Linked DNA regions of Mus musculus: region 1 is linked to region 2. The links are chromatin contacts, called in public ChIA-PET maps. All regions are on one chromosome and are shown on one strand. The core of a region is the stretch at or near the end of the contact, and the rest is flanking DNA. Distances in the headings are between cores, read along the strand shown. Region 1 overlaps Ankrd11 (ankyrin repeat domain 11). Region 2 overlaps Gm10612 (predicted gene 10612).

Region 1 (5,979 bases), core at 470-2,969, 210 kb after region 2:
GGATTTCAGTGGCAGTATGTCAAATTTATATATACCTAAAGACAATTTCCTGATGGATGCAGTTATTTAGGTCTTCCTAATTGCTCAGGAATTTTCACATCCTTTAACAAATGACTTGTTGAGATCTGTCTACCCCTTCCTTTTGAGTGTGTCTCCAAGCCTGACAAAATTATTTTATTTTTAGTTCTGTGTGTATGCATACAGTCAAGTGTGCCTCTGCCTCTGAGTGTATGCATGTGTGCGTGTGTGAATGTGTGGCTTTAATATGCAGGTGCTCTCAGAGGCCTTAAGAGAAAGGTGAATTCCCTGGAGATGTTTTTGTTTGAGAAATGGTCTTACTGTAGCACTGCCTGATCCTGAATCCTACCAGAGGTGGGATTACAGATGTTTGTAATCATCACACCCAGCTATATATTTTAAATTTCAATCTGAAAAATCCCTGATTTTTCATTAATTACATTTAGAAGTAAATTTTATTTACATTTGACACCTTGCCCGAACCATTAATTCTTGTAGCTTTTGTGCAACTGTTGATATCCTGGAGTAAAGTTTATTCTGCCCTTTCCAATCTCTTGTGGCTTTTATTTTGCTACTGTGCTAGCCAACGCCTGCATAAAACTGCCAGAGGTGGGGACTTTGGTGTCCTTCTGCTGCTTTGTATCCAACCTTATATAGAATTCAGCCCTCATTATTAAATGATGGCACACAGGAATTTTTGTTGAATAAATTGTAATAAATGTTAAATTTGGTCAAAAGTCTTTGCTATGTCAACTGATGTCATAAACTTAGGGGAAAAATATAAGCAAAAGTTCTGTGACCTTGCATGTGACTATGGCTGGGGGAAATGGTTTCGTTTGTTGCAGAATCATGTGTTCAGATCTCCAGCACCTATATAAAAAGCCAGGAGTAGCAGTATTAATTTATAATCCCTACATATAAGAAGCTTGCTGGCCAGACAAATTGGTGAGTTCCAGGTTCAGTAAGAGACCATGTTTCGAAAAATGAAGCTTCAGATGAGATGTCTCACTGCACACAAGTGTCTGCTGACAAACCCAATGGTCCCGGGACCCATGTGGTAGGAGAGATCTTCTGCCCACAAACTGCCCTCTGACATAGCTGAGGAAGCATGTCCATGGGAACCTCCCCCAATCAAAGACTTCCACATGCTTGAGAAAGAACACGTGTGAGTCCTGTCTTCAATCAATCAATTGGTCAAAATAAATTGGAACGCAAGAGACAGACATGTTAACAGTTTTTCTGGCTTCCACACACACTTGTGCGCGCAAATTAATAATAATAAACTAATGTAAAAAAAGTTCCACAATAGTTAGAAGGAAACTAGAGCAACCTCAACGGGAGCCACAGTGGCACTGTGGGATTCAGCCCACCAGGAAGGTCTTACGTAGCCATTTTCTAGGTAGTAGGAATATTTTATATACTTATTATTAAAATCAATGTAATATTACATTATTAAACATTAAATCAAATATTACATTATTAAAATCAGGAAGTTGAATATAGGGAATGAAGGCCAACTGGGGAACTTGTGTTTGAGGATCCTCTATGCTCAAGAATGCTCTGTTTTATAGTCATGACGTGTGTTACTGTTGGAGAAATGGGGACTGAACAGGAAATGGTAACACCCAAGGAGCTGTGAAGCTAAGAATGCTGATGAGCAGCAAGTGTCAGAGGGGGTGCTTCAGGCGCTGACTTTTGTGAATGGGGGTAGGAGCTGCACACTGGAGAAGCCATCGAGGTTTCAGTGGTTTGCTACCCTTGGCAGCCCCAGCAACAGTTCTGTGAGAGAAACCCTGCACAGCCATGCTAGACTCTTCTCTCCTGCTATAGCAAAGGGAAGGAAAGAACAGAAAGCCCAGAGGACAATACTCACAAAGTAGACATCAGCCTCTCTGCCACTGCCATCACTAACTCCTGTGTGGTGTCCTGAGTTAAGGCGACACCCAGCTAAGGATGGGGGAGAGTGAATCAGGCTCCATATCAATCTTTCTAGCATCCTGCTCTTGGCCACAGCCTCCTGTACCTCCTGTCTGTCAGGGGTAGTCTACATTTCATACACAGACCTCAAGAACACTCCCGGAAAAAAAAAAAAATCACAGGACCCAACAGCCTGACTGTAAGCTATTGCCCTGTTGGTGGCACTCGCGCAGCCGCCTCTTAAGGTAGGCTTCAACCCCAGGGAGCAGCCATCAGATTCAGTTAAGGGGTGAATTTGTGTTTGTCCTGGAGAAACATTGGATGCTCTGGTACTGTAAAGAGCCAATAGGTATTATGGCACACAGGGTACACATAGTTTGCAAATTAGGGGATGTGCTATCCTTCCTTGAGGGACCTAATTAGACAGAGGCAGGTGCCCACCCTTAGAGCCACCTCCTGCTCACCAGTCTGCATGAGGGATGCCCGCGGTCTAGAAACCCTCTGAGAAGTGCAGAAGAGGCTTCTGCTGAGACAGATTGCCATCTGTCACAGGAGAATGAGAATGAGCCTGAACTGGACGAAAGATCTCACTTCCTGCTGAGGGGCCTTGGATAACACAGCGGCCATCTAGCTCTGTGGACAGAGCATGACCATAAGAGTAGGAGATTTGCTGGTCTCTACTAAGGCTATCTCAGTATGCAGTATATAGATGTTCCAGACATTTTTGGCACTTTCTTCTCTACATGTCAGCTTGTGTCACTAATGGGTCTGTAGCAAGATATGTGACAGAAGAGTATGTCACATAGTGTATGATTCATTTGGGAGAAAAAATTTAAAATTATGTTGCTTTTGATAACATGTGCCTTACGTGAGGAAGTAAGTTCACATTGTATAGCCAGAGCCAGTCAGTGTTCTGTCACTAGCAGGCCCTCCTTCATGAACTTTTACTCAACATTGCCACCTGGGATCCTCTGTAGTCCCTGAAGAATAGACACCTACGTACTCCATCTTGGACTGCTTTCTACAGAGTGACCAGGTAAGATAGGAAAGATCCACCACGGCCAAGCACTGCAGCGTCACACAGCAATTTCACGGGTCCTGTCAAGCTCCAGAAAAGGCCAGATTTAAGCAAGTAATCAAACAAACCCAAATCAAGTCAGGGTACCTTGCTGGGACACACACACACACACACACCCCTACCTTAAATCGAATTCATGTACACCACCCACATACATAGCCCAGGTCCTGTAGTCTCAGGAATAACTCAGCTCATTACAACTTATGTCTTCTCCAGAGTTAACAACAACCCTAACCAACCTGAAACATGTCCATGTTCCTAGGAGGCTGATATAACCCAACCTCTAGAGCTTTCATCATGGCTCACTGTAGCCTGCTACTCTCTAGAGACCAGCCTGTCTCCTGGATCCCGACTTAAGACTTTCTTGCCCTTTTACCCATTCCTGTCAAGCCATGTGACATACACCTGAAAGGCACCGCTTCTTTCATGACAACTTCTGGGACCCACACTGAAGAACTAATTCTGGGAAGAGCTTGTTCAGCTTTGTCAGTGTAGCCAAATGGCAGGACCTTCTCTCCCATCCCCCACCCCTCCCTCTCTCTCTGGGAGTTGGAGCCCTCTGGAGAATTCTTTAACAGACAAGAGCAGCAGTCAGCCAGGATGGAGAGCATCTATAAACCGAAGACTCAGAAGGCAGTGAGGAAAACTCAGGGAAGGGAGGGGGAGACTTGGATAGTTAAGTGCAAGGTGCTCCACACTGTCACACAGCTGAGGTGAAGAGTAGGCAGGAGCTGCACTAAGACAGGAATGGCTGAGTCTGAGCAAGGCTCCAACACAAGGCAGTGGGAGTAGGGTGCTTCTCTGACCTGAATGCCCACAGACTCAGCAGTATGTGATGTTTCTGAAGCCAGCCTAGTGAGAGTCTTTTTTAAAAAGTCTAGGAAACGACAGTGCAGCCTTTCCCCTTGTTCCTGCTCTACAACTATCTGACTTTGTTGCATGGAAACTTCTATGAATATACCTGAAAACCATGCCTTTGCATCTATTCGGTGTGAAACTGTCCCCAAAAGTAAGTTCATGCTACATGGATACTCAAGGGTCCCAGAGGCCCCTTTATCTGTTCTTTTTAAACAGCAGCTACATATGTCATGTTCACAAACCACTTCACAGTGAACCGAATGAGCAGATCATGTGACTCTGCAGTGTCTGCCTGTATACCACAGCACTTGCTAGTGATTACAGGGGGAGTATTAGCAACATGCAGAAAGAATCAAAATGAAGGCTCACTTACAGCAAGCCAGAGCTGGGACCCTCTCACAGACACAGCCAAGGTGCCAAGACAATCAGGAGGGCGGACCAGAAATGACAGCAATAAAACTTGAGGAAAATCACCTTATAAAAACATGAGGTCAAGCCGGGCATGGTGGCGCACACCTTTAATCCCAGCACTCAGAAGGCAGAGGCAAGCGGATTTCTGAGTTCAAGGCCAGCCTGGTCTACAGAGTGAGTTCCAGGACAACCAGGGCTACACAGAGAAACCCTGTCTTGAAAAAACCAAAACCAAACAAAACAACAAAAACAAACAAACATGAGATCAGTTCTGAGAGTGTGTCAGACTTCATCTCACTGGCTCAGATGCTGTCGTACCACAGCAAGAAACCCAGTCCCAGGACAACTCATGGGCTTGGACATAGTCACGCAAACATAAACAAGCAACTAAACATATATTTTAAGGCAAAGCCTTACTCTGATCTGTCCAGTTCTAACTTCTTGATTTTGGAGTCTTTCCTTTACGCCAGGAAGTATGTACCCCAGAATCTGATGTCAACAGCACTGACTGACTCTGGCAACTTAGAGTTACATTGTATAATCTTATTATTCTTTTATTCTGCTTTGCCACCACCACCCAAATCTATTATTGTTTTGAATTAACAACATTTGAAAGCAAACGTCTAAGACTATTTTACAGTCAGTATAACTGTGACACATAGTTAACCGTCTTTCATTGAACACATGACACTGTATCTTAGGGTTCTGAGGGCACAGGAGGGTGAATTCTATATACAAGTCTGCTGGAGGCTTGTCTATGACAAACTTAATTAAGTAGGGCCTGTTCAGTGAATGAATGGATCCTTGCAAACCCAATCACAAGCGAACTGGACACTCCTGGTAGCAAAGGCCTCACGGAGCCAGCCAAGGTCAGAATAATGATCCGGCTCTGGAAGTACAAGGTGTGAGCACTGTCTTCAGTTCTTACCCTGGATCTTAATGACCCAGGAGAGGCAGGGGAGGTTAGGGCAAGCCAGGTTACCTTTTTCCCAGTTTGTTTCTCCACCATGTCGTTGCTGAGAGCAAAGTCTTCTTGCTGTGGTGTTTTAGAACACCCACCCTTGGGCATCGTTCTCCTCCCCTTACTTGATCTTCATTTATGCTGCTATTGCTTCATCATCAACTGTCTGTTTCAAAAGAAAAAACAGAAAAGGTTAAAGCCATTGTACCCAAAACATAAAACCTGCCCAACTTCATAGGGAACCACACAGACTGACCAACCAAGATGTGCAGTTGCTCGGACCTAAGGCCAATAGCCTCACTCTAGGTAGGGGCTGAGCCTGGGAGGAGAAAGGAATGACCTGTGAGGATCCTCAAAGTCCATTCTGGTGACCAGCCACCAGTGCCCGATACCTGGACACATGACACAGACCCCCTCTAAATCACGATGGGAGGGGTCTGAGTGGGCCTAGAACTCGGTTCTCCCCCTCATACAGTCATCCTCACAAGCAAGGTCAGGTGAACACCCAGAGCAGAGAATGAAATGCCCTGGCCCTTTCATTCCAAGAGATCTTATCTCTTCCACCAGCATAGCTTCTAACATTCACTCCTCAACTTCAAAATTCTCTTGCTATTCATACTCCTATGTAGAAAGTAGGGTGAGAAATAATCTACTTTAATAGAGCAGCAGGTATCTGGTAAAGTCTATAAGATTCCCTCATGAAACCTGAGTGGTAGACACACAGGTATATTATGAC
Region 2 (6,352 bases), core at 1,558-4,057:
CATCACCATCAGTGGTTCTCTGGTCACCTCTTGCCTGGAAGAATCTCCATTGTCATGTTGTGCCTGGCCTCAGATAGGATCAGGGTCACAGTCTAGTCTCCCAGCTGTGGAAACCCCATCCTATATTACCTTCTTTAAAGGAAGCTTGAGCCAAACAGGCCACACATAGGCAGTTGGCCTCTCTGCCTAGTGACCTGGAGCTTGCTAGAAAGGCTGTCTACTTGGGAGAAACTCCAGGCCCCTTTCCAAGTGAATCCCAGTAGAAATAATGCTATTATAGCTTCAGGTTCCAGAGAAAGCCACTTACTAAACGGTGATGAAACTATAGGGTGGTTTCATGGGAAGGAATAATGTTCTCTTAAACCTGGTAAGGGTTCCCAGACATGGTCCTAGGATGCTAATAGGGCCACTATGCTTTGCTTTGATTTAACGTTTAGCTTGTTCATGTAGATAGTTGGCTACTAAAAACCCCTTGTTTCATGTCTTCCTGGATGTCACTGTCTTGGCCTTGAGTGTCTTGAAATTAAGAGTAATACAACAAGCTACAAGCTTAGGTCTTGAGTTCCAAAACATGGGGTCCTGCTTGCCCCTTCTACCCTGCTGGCTGACTGTTCTCTTCAGGGTTTGAGGAGAGAGGACCCTGCTGTGAGATAGGACAGTCCACCAGTGTCACTGTGTTCCCTGTGTTCTGATGAGGGTGGAGCATGGGATCAACGAGGGCACTGGGTTGTGTCTGTTTATTTTCAGTGCCAGCAGTCCTGCAGGGGCCAGGCTCCTTGACCTCTGAAGAACAGAGCAGTGTCATGGTCCCCAGAACCAGTGCAGCTGAGCCACAGCCCCTCCCCCCAAATATATCAGAGTGAGTGAGTGAGCCAAGGAAGGGTTTGGATCAGGGGCAGTGAGGGGTTTTTGAAAACAGCCCCTAGCCCAAGAGGCAGCAGGGCTGGACCCTGGGTGCGGCTGGTGGGAGTGGGTGGCTCCCCACCAGCTCCGAGGCAGATGTTCCTGGCTTGCACCTGTGGGGCCCACAGATGGGACACTTCCGCTTTCAAGAGGAGGCCTGGCGTTGCTTACTGCCCTGTCCGCATGCTTTTCCAATCAGCAGGTCTCACGGAGGTGGGGTTTGAAAGAGAAGAAAGTTGCTCACAAGTGGGGGACTGCCCCAGCACCTGGGGGTGATCATCCGCTCCCTATGCCCCCAGGAGGGCAGTTGGTGTTTGTGGGGAAGTAGACGTTGGTTGTGGCTTTCTGCGCTGGGTGGTCCGATAGATAAGGAAGGAGTGGGGAAGGAAGTGGCTGCAGAGAGCTTGAGGGGCCGCGGTTCCCTGCAGAAACCATGGCCGTCTGCAGTCTGCACCCAGCTTTATGCCAGGGATTGGGGGCTCCCTCCTGTTCCCTCACACTCTTCCCATGCCAGGGTGGCCAGACATCAAGATGGCCTTGCTTCTGTCTTTTGGAAACTGCAGGAGACAGCTGTCCATCAAAGTTCTCTAATGATGTGGCTGAGTGATTCCAGGTTGGGGCAGCCTTCCTTCCAGGCCTTTAGGAATCTGCTGTCTAACCAGAAAGCTGAGAATAGGAATTCAGAGGCTATGGAGACTGGAGGCAAGGAGGCACTCAGCTTACACTGTCTCCTCTTCTAGGTTGTGAGACTCTATGAGTGCTGGGTAGGTAGATGAACAGATGCATCATGGATGGATGGGTGGACAGACAGACAGATGAAAAGAAGAGGCTACACAAGTCTCATAGCAATCCACTTTATACAGAAAGGATAGGGTCTGCAGGTTGATGTCTCTAGTCTCTAAACCCATCAAGGAGGGCCGTAAGTCCCAGCCGCTCCAGATTGGGGGGAGGGGGGAGAACAGTGACCTGTGCAGCTCCTTGTGAGCTGAGCGGCAGGCCACCAACTTCTGCTTCTTGGTCCCAAGTGAGGTTTGTCTAGTTAGGGTGGGTAGCAGGAGCCATACACTGGGTGACAGGTGAGCCTGTCCAGTGCTGGCCACCAACCCTGCCCAGTACAGGGTGGGGCTGAGCAAACTCAGAACCAGAGAGCAGGTGACACAGCGCATGGCTGGGTGACACGTGGAAATCCGGGACGGGGACTGTGATCATCAGATGTACATCTGGAGAGGACAAGCCTGCTTTTGGGTCCCTAGGCTGGAATTAACCCCTTGTGAGGGTTGGAATTGGGACCCAATGTTTTAGGGGCTTGCTTACATCTCTGGAAAACTCTACGGCTGCCCCTTAAGGTGCTTCTGAGAACAGAAATAAATTCAGCAAACCACACAGGAAGCGCATCTGCTGAACACCTGGATGTGCGAGGCCTGCCTGTGACCTCGGAGAACCCACTCAGCCTCTAGTGAGGCACAAGTGTCAGCGTTGCCACCACCAGCACATCACTGCCACCAGTGCATCACCTGGAGGCTCAGCAAGGTCACCCAGCAGCTGAAAAAGGGCTGGCATTTTTTCAGCCAGGCTTAACCCAGATTGGTGAATCTGTAGGCATCTATGACCCAAACTGTCAGGCACAAAGTCCTATCTACCTTGGCCACTGTTACATCAAGCCCGGGTCCCTCAGCCGCAGGAAACCAAGGTGTCCCAAGGGAGAGTCCAGCCTGTATATGACCCAGCACACAATGCAATGACCCACAGAAGCAGGCATCCTGAGAGCCTGGGTGCTGCCTGCTTATTGGTGGGGAAGCCCCTTCTGAAGCCACTTTCTCTTTAAGGGGCCAGTGTGGAGGGCAGCCCCTGGTTTCTTTATGACTGTGAGGTTGGGGCTGGAGGCTCACCCTTCTTGGGGAGTTGCTCTCCTCAGCAATCTCTTTTAATTTCACTTCCTTTGGGTCTGGGAAGCCAGAAGTGCAGCTGGCCCGGGGCAGCAGGTGCCTGAACCACAGAGGCAGAAACAGGCAGAGATGAGAAAATCTCCCTTAGGCGTGAGCACTGTTTCCTTCGTAATTTCTCACTCCATCTATCTTTCTTTGGTGTTGAAGGGCGCTTTAAAGGGAGCTCTAAATAGGCCTGGACAGTGTACTGGTAGCATTCTGAATACTCTGTTGCAGCAGGCAGCCACAGAACCTGGTGCCTGCTGGTCAGCTTCCCTTGGGGCCTCCAACCCCGCCTTCACAGTCACACCAAGGGTGCCGCCCTTCCTCCAGTCGGTGGGCTGTTTGCAGGTGTGTCGTGGTCATGGAGATCCTGGTAGGCCTGGCTGAGAGAGTGACGGGTGTTTTAGGCACCTGGAAGGATTTGGGAGACGCTTGGAGTCAAAGCTTTTGGATCTGATGAGTCACTGGTGTGGCTAGCCAGGTTTCCTCCTGAAACTGGACCCTCTGTGTAAACTAGTGCTGCCATTGAAGTAACCTCAGAACAGAATGGAAGGGAACTTAACTTGTATCTGCGAGGAAAACAAATTTGCATTGCTTTTTAAAAATGAAGTTTCTAGTAACATTTTTCTGTGCACGTGCAGATCACGGTCCAGTTTAGAGGCTGTGGGGCTCGACCACGGGCTTTCACTAAACTTTTTTTTTTTTTTTTTAATTTAAGACAAGGGCTCAAGTAGCCCAGGCTGACCTCCAACTAACTATGTAACTATGACTGGTCTTGAACCCCTGATTTTTTTTGCCTCTATTTCCTGAATGTTGGAAGTACAGGCACGCACTACCATGTCTGGCTATTATCTGTAATCTTAAACATCAGGTAGGACTGGTGAAATTGGTCAGTGGGTAAAGGCACTTGCCACCAAGCTTGAAAACCTGAGAGAAAGTGGAAGGGGAGAACCAACTCTCTGTACTTTTCTATTCTCTGACCTACACACACACACACACACACACACACACACACACACATACACACATACCCACATATATACACAGAGACACACGCACATACACACATATACAGAGACACATGCATGGACAAATGCATAGACATACACATACACACACATATATATACACACACACTCTCATATATACACACATAGAAACACACACATACACACATACACACTTATACACAAAGACACATGCACAGACAAATGCACTGACATAAACACACACATACACATATTCACACACTCAAACACTCACACACAGACACACATACTTACACACAAACACACACATAGACACACACACTTACACACTCACATATAGACACACACTTACTCACTCTCTCTCTCTCTCTCACACACACACACAGAAAGAGAGAGAGTAAAATATAATAGAAAATTTTAAATCACACGCCCCCCACCCCCTTGAAGGCCCAGTCGGCACTGTTTCCAAACACCAGTGCCTCCATGGGCTACTGGATGCTCTCTGGTTCCTCCTTGCTGAGTGTCTGGTCTCATGAAGGTCTCACTCTGGACTCTGCCTGCTGCTGTTGTCTTTTGCTTAACTTCAGAGCTTGGGCTTCATCCTAGTGGATATGGTGGTAGAGGGTTGCCTTTCCTAGGCTGCAAATTACTTTCGTTTTTTCTCTTCAACTTAAGCTTTTTCGTTAGCACACACAGATTCCAGCGGTAGTCTCCAGAGCAGCGACTCTCTGAACCCCTGGGTCTCAGCCCATGGATCTGTTCCCTGAACATCCACTGCTCCTGCATCCCAAGTGCTACACAAGGCTTGAACCCTGTCTTACCCGACATGTTCATATAGGTTCCATATACTGTGGAGGGGTGAAGACAAAGGGCCAGAAGGGAGGTGTAGGTCCCCCACAGTATGGTTGGCAATGGACATTTGTCAGGAAACCTGCAGAGGCAGACACCCTGGGGCACTTGAGTCTGTTCCCATGAGCCCTTGGGGGCTGAGGGCCAAGGGATGGACCTTCGGGAATGCATAGGGAAAGTAACAGAGAGGGACCTCAGGACCTGTCTTTTCTGACATCTCTGATCTGTAGGACACTTGCTCTCTGATGCTACCTCATGCCTGATGTTCCTCTTGGAAGGCTGCTTGGTTCCCCAGCCTCTTATGACCTAGTTCCTTCTCCTTAGGAGACATGAGGGCCAAAGGCAGCCACACCGTCTTAGCTACTGTCCCATTGCTGTCAAGGGACACCATGACCAAGGCGACTTATAAATGAAAGCATTGTGTTGGGGTTTGCTTACGGTTTCAGGTTTAGTCTGTTATGGTGGGGAGGAGCTACATCCTGACCTGTAGAAAGACAGCCTAGCCCTGGCATGGCTTCTGCACTCTCAAGTGCATCACCCTCAGAGACACACTTCCTCCAACAAGGCCACAACTCCTACTCTAAGCTTTTCAAAGAGTTCCATTCCCTGACATGCAACTATAGGAACCTATAGGAGCCATTCTTATTCAAACCTCTGCAACATCACTCTCCATCTGGAGGGGAAAGAGCTGGAATTGGGCCCAGGTGGTGCTGGGACAGCTCACACTGTGTTAGGGAAGTCTTCACAGCCCTATGGCCTCCCCTCCACCTATAGACCCCCCCACAGACCTGCTGTATCACGGTGTTTGCATTTAGAATTTTCTGCGGTCAGAATCAACACCAAATCTCAATCTCTCTCCCCCTCCCCCTTCCCCTCCCCCTCTCCCTCTCCCCTCCCCTCCCCCTCTCCCTATTTCCTTGTATTTACACTCTCATCTATCTATCCTAGACTGGCCTTGAACTTCTGGCCCTTCTGCTTCCACTTCCTGAGCGCTTAGGTTAGGCCATCGTGGCAGGTTTATGCAGTTGTGGGGTTAAGTTATAGGACATTGTCCATGATAGACAAGCACTCTGCCTGCTGAGTCTTTTGTTTTTTTTTTTGGTTTTGTTTTTTTTTAAATTCTTCTGTGTCCAGTGGTGTTCTATGAGTGGCTGCTGAGTATCTCTTGCCATATCTGTAGATATTGGTGACTTGGGGTTTGGGTAGTCTCGAAAGCAAGGGTCTTTGTGCCAGAGGGACTGAATACACGTATGTTGTTCGCCATCACAAACCTGTCCTGAAGATGATGCTCTCTGTGGATCCAGGAGGCCACCCTGGCATCCACATCCTGGCCCCCTAAGAAGCTGTTTCTTTTCTTTGAGGGGCTCTCCCTAGCTGCCCTGGGCCTGTCAGGGAATAAGACATAGCCTTGAGCAAGCAGCCTATAGCAGTCAAGGTACACCCTCTGTGAGACCATGGGCTCTAGGGTGTGACCCTGTCCTAGGTTGCTGGGGCTCTGAGAGAGATGATCACGTGGCATGTGAGGCCAGCAGAGGCCAAGAAGGAGACTCGCCCTCAGTGTGAAGGGAGCATTCTTTTGTAGTCTAAGCTTCCAACCCGGCAGAGAAATGAGGCCCTCAGAACCCCTGGCTCTTCATGGGAAGCGCCAGTTCCATACAAGCAATCCCAGTTCCTGACCTGGAG

Evidence for each region. ChIA-PET counts read pairs in DNA pulled down with a chosen protein or histone mark.
Region 1: an RNA polymerase II ChIA-PET map of memory CD8 T cells shows a contact between it and region 2, with 127 read pairs. The contact joins two enhancer-like sites. A contact is called at or near these places in 1 of 39 promoter capture datasets (embryonic stem cells), 2 of 115 datasets of contacts at active chromatin or transcription factors (effector CD8 T cells and memory CD8 T cells) and 2 of 9 other capture datasets (adipose tissue and pancreatic islet).

The regions. Positions count from the first base shown.
Region 1 is chr8:122,910,637-122,916,615 of GRCm38.p6, forward strand. Ankrd11 (ankyrin repeat domain 11) reads right to left here. Exons shown (of 13, transcript NM_001081379.2): 3 at 5,265-5,409. The coding sequence starts at 5,351. Gm39273 (a long non-coding RNA gene) reads left to right here. Exons shown (of 4, transcript XR_003947488.1): 3 at 1-4,022. Among named protein-coding and RNA genes, the nearest start is that of Gm39272, 20 kb to the right of the region's middle. Within about 2 kb of position 1,720, at least 24 of the 459 cell types and tissues checked have an H3K27ac peak or open chromatin away from gene starts, as enhancers often do. A contact at or near this core is called in effector CD8 T cells and memory CD8 T cells, where this site is marked.
Region 2 is chr8:122,699,679-122,706,030 of GRCm38.p6, forward strand. It overlaps Gm10612 (predicted gene 10612), which reads left to right. Exons shown (of 3, transcript NR_166074.1): 3 at 1-482. Among named protein-coding and RNA genes, the nearest start is that of Gm10612, 5.0 kb to the left of the region's middle. Within about 2 kb of position 2,808, at least 78 of the 459 cell types and tissues checked have an H3K27ac peak or open chromatin away from gene starts, as enhancers often do. A contact at or near this core is called in effector CD8 T cells and memory CD8 T cells, where this site is marked.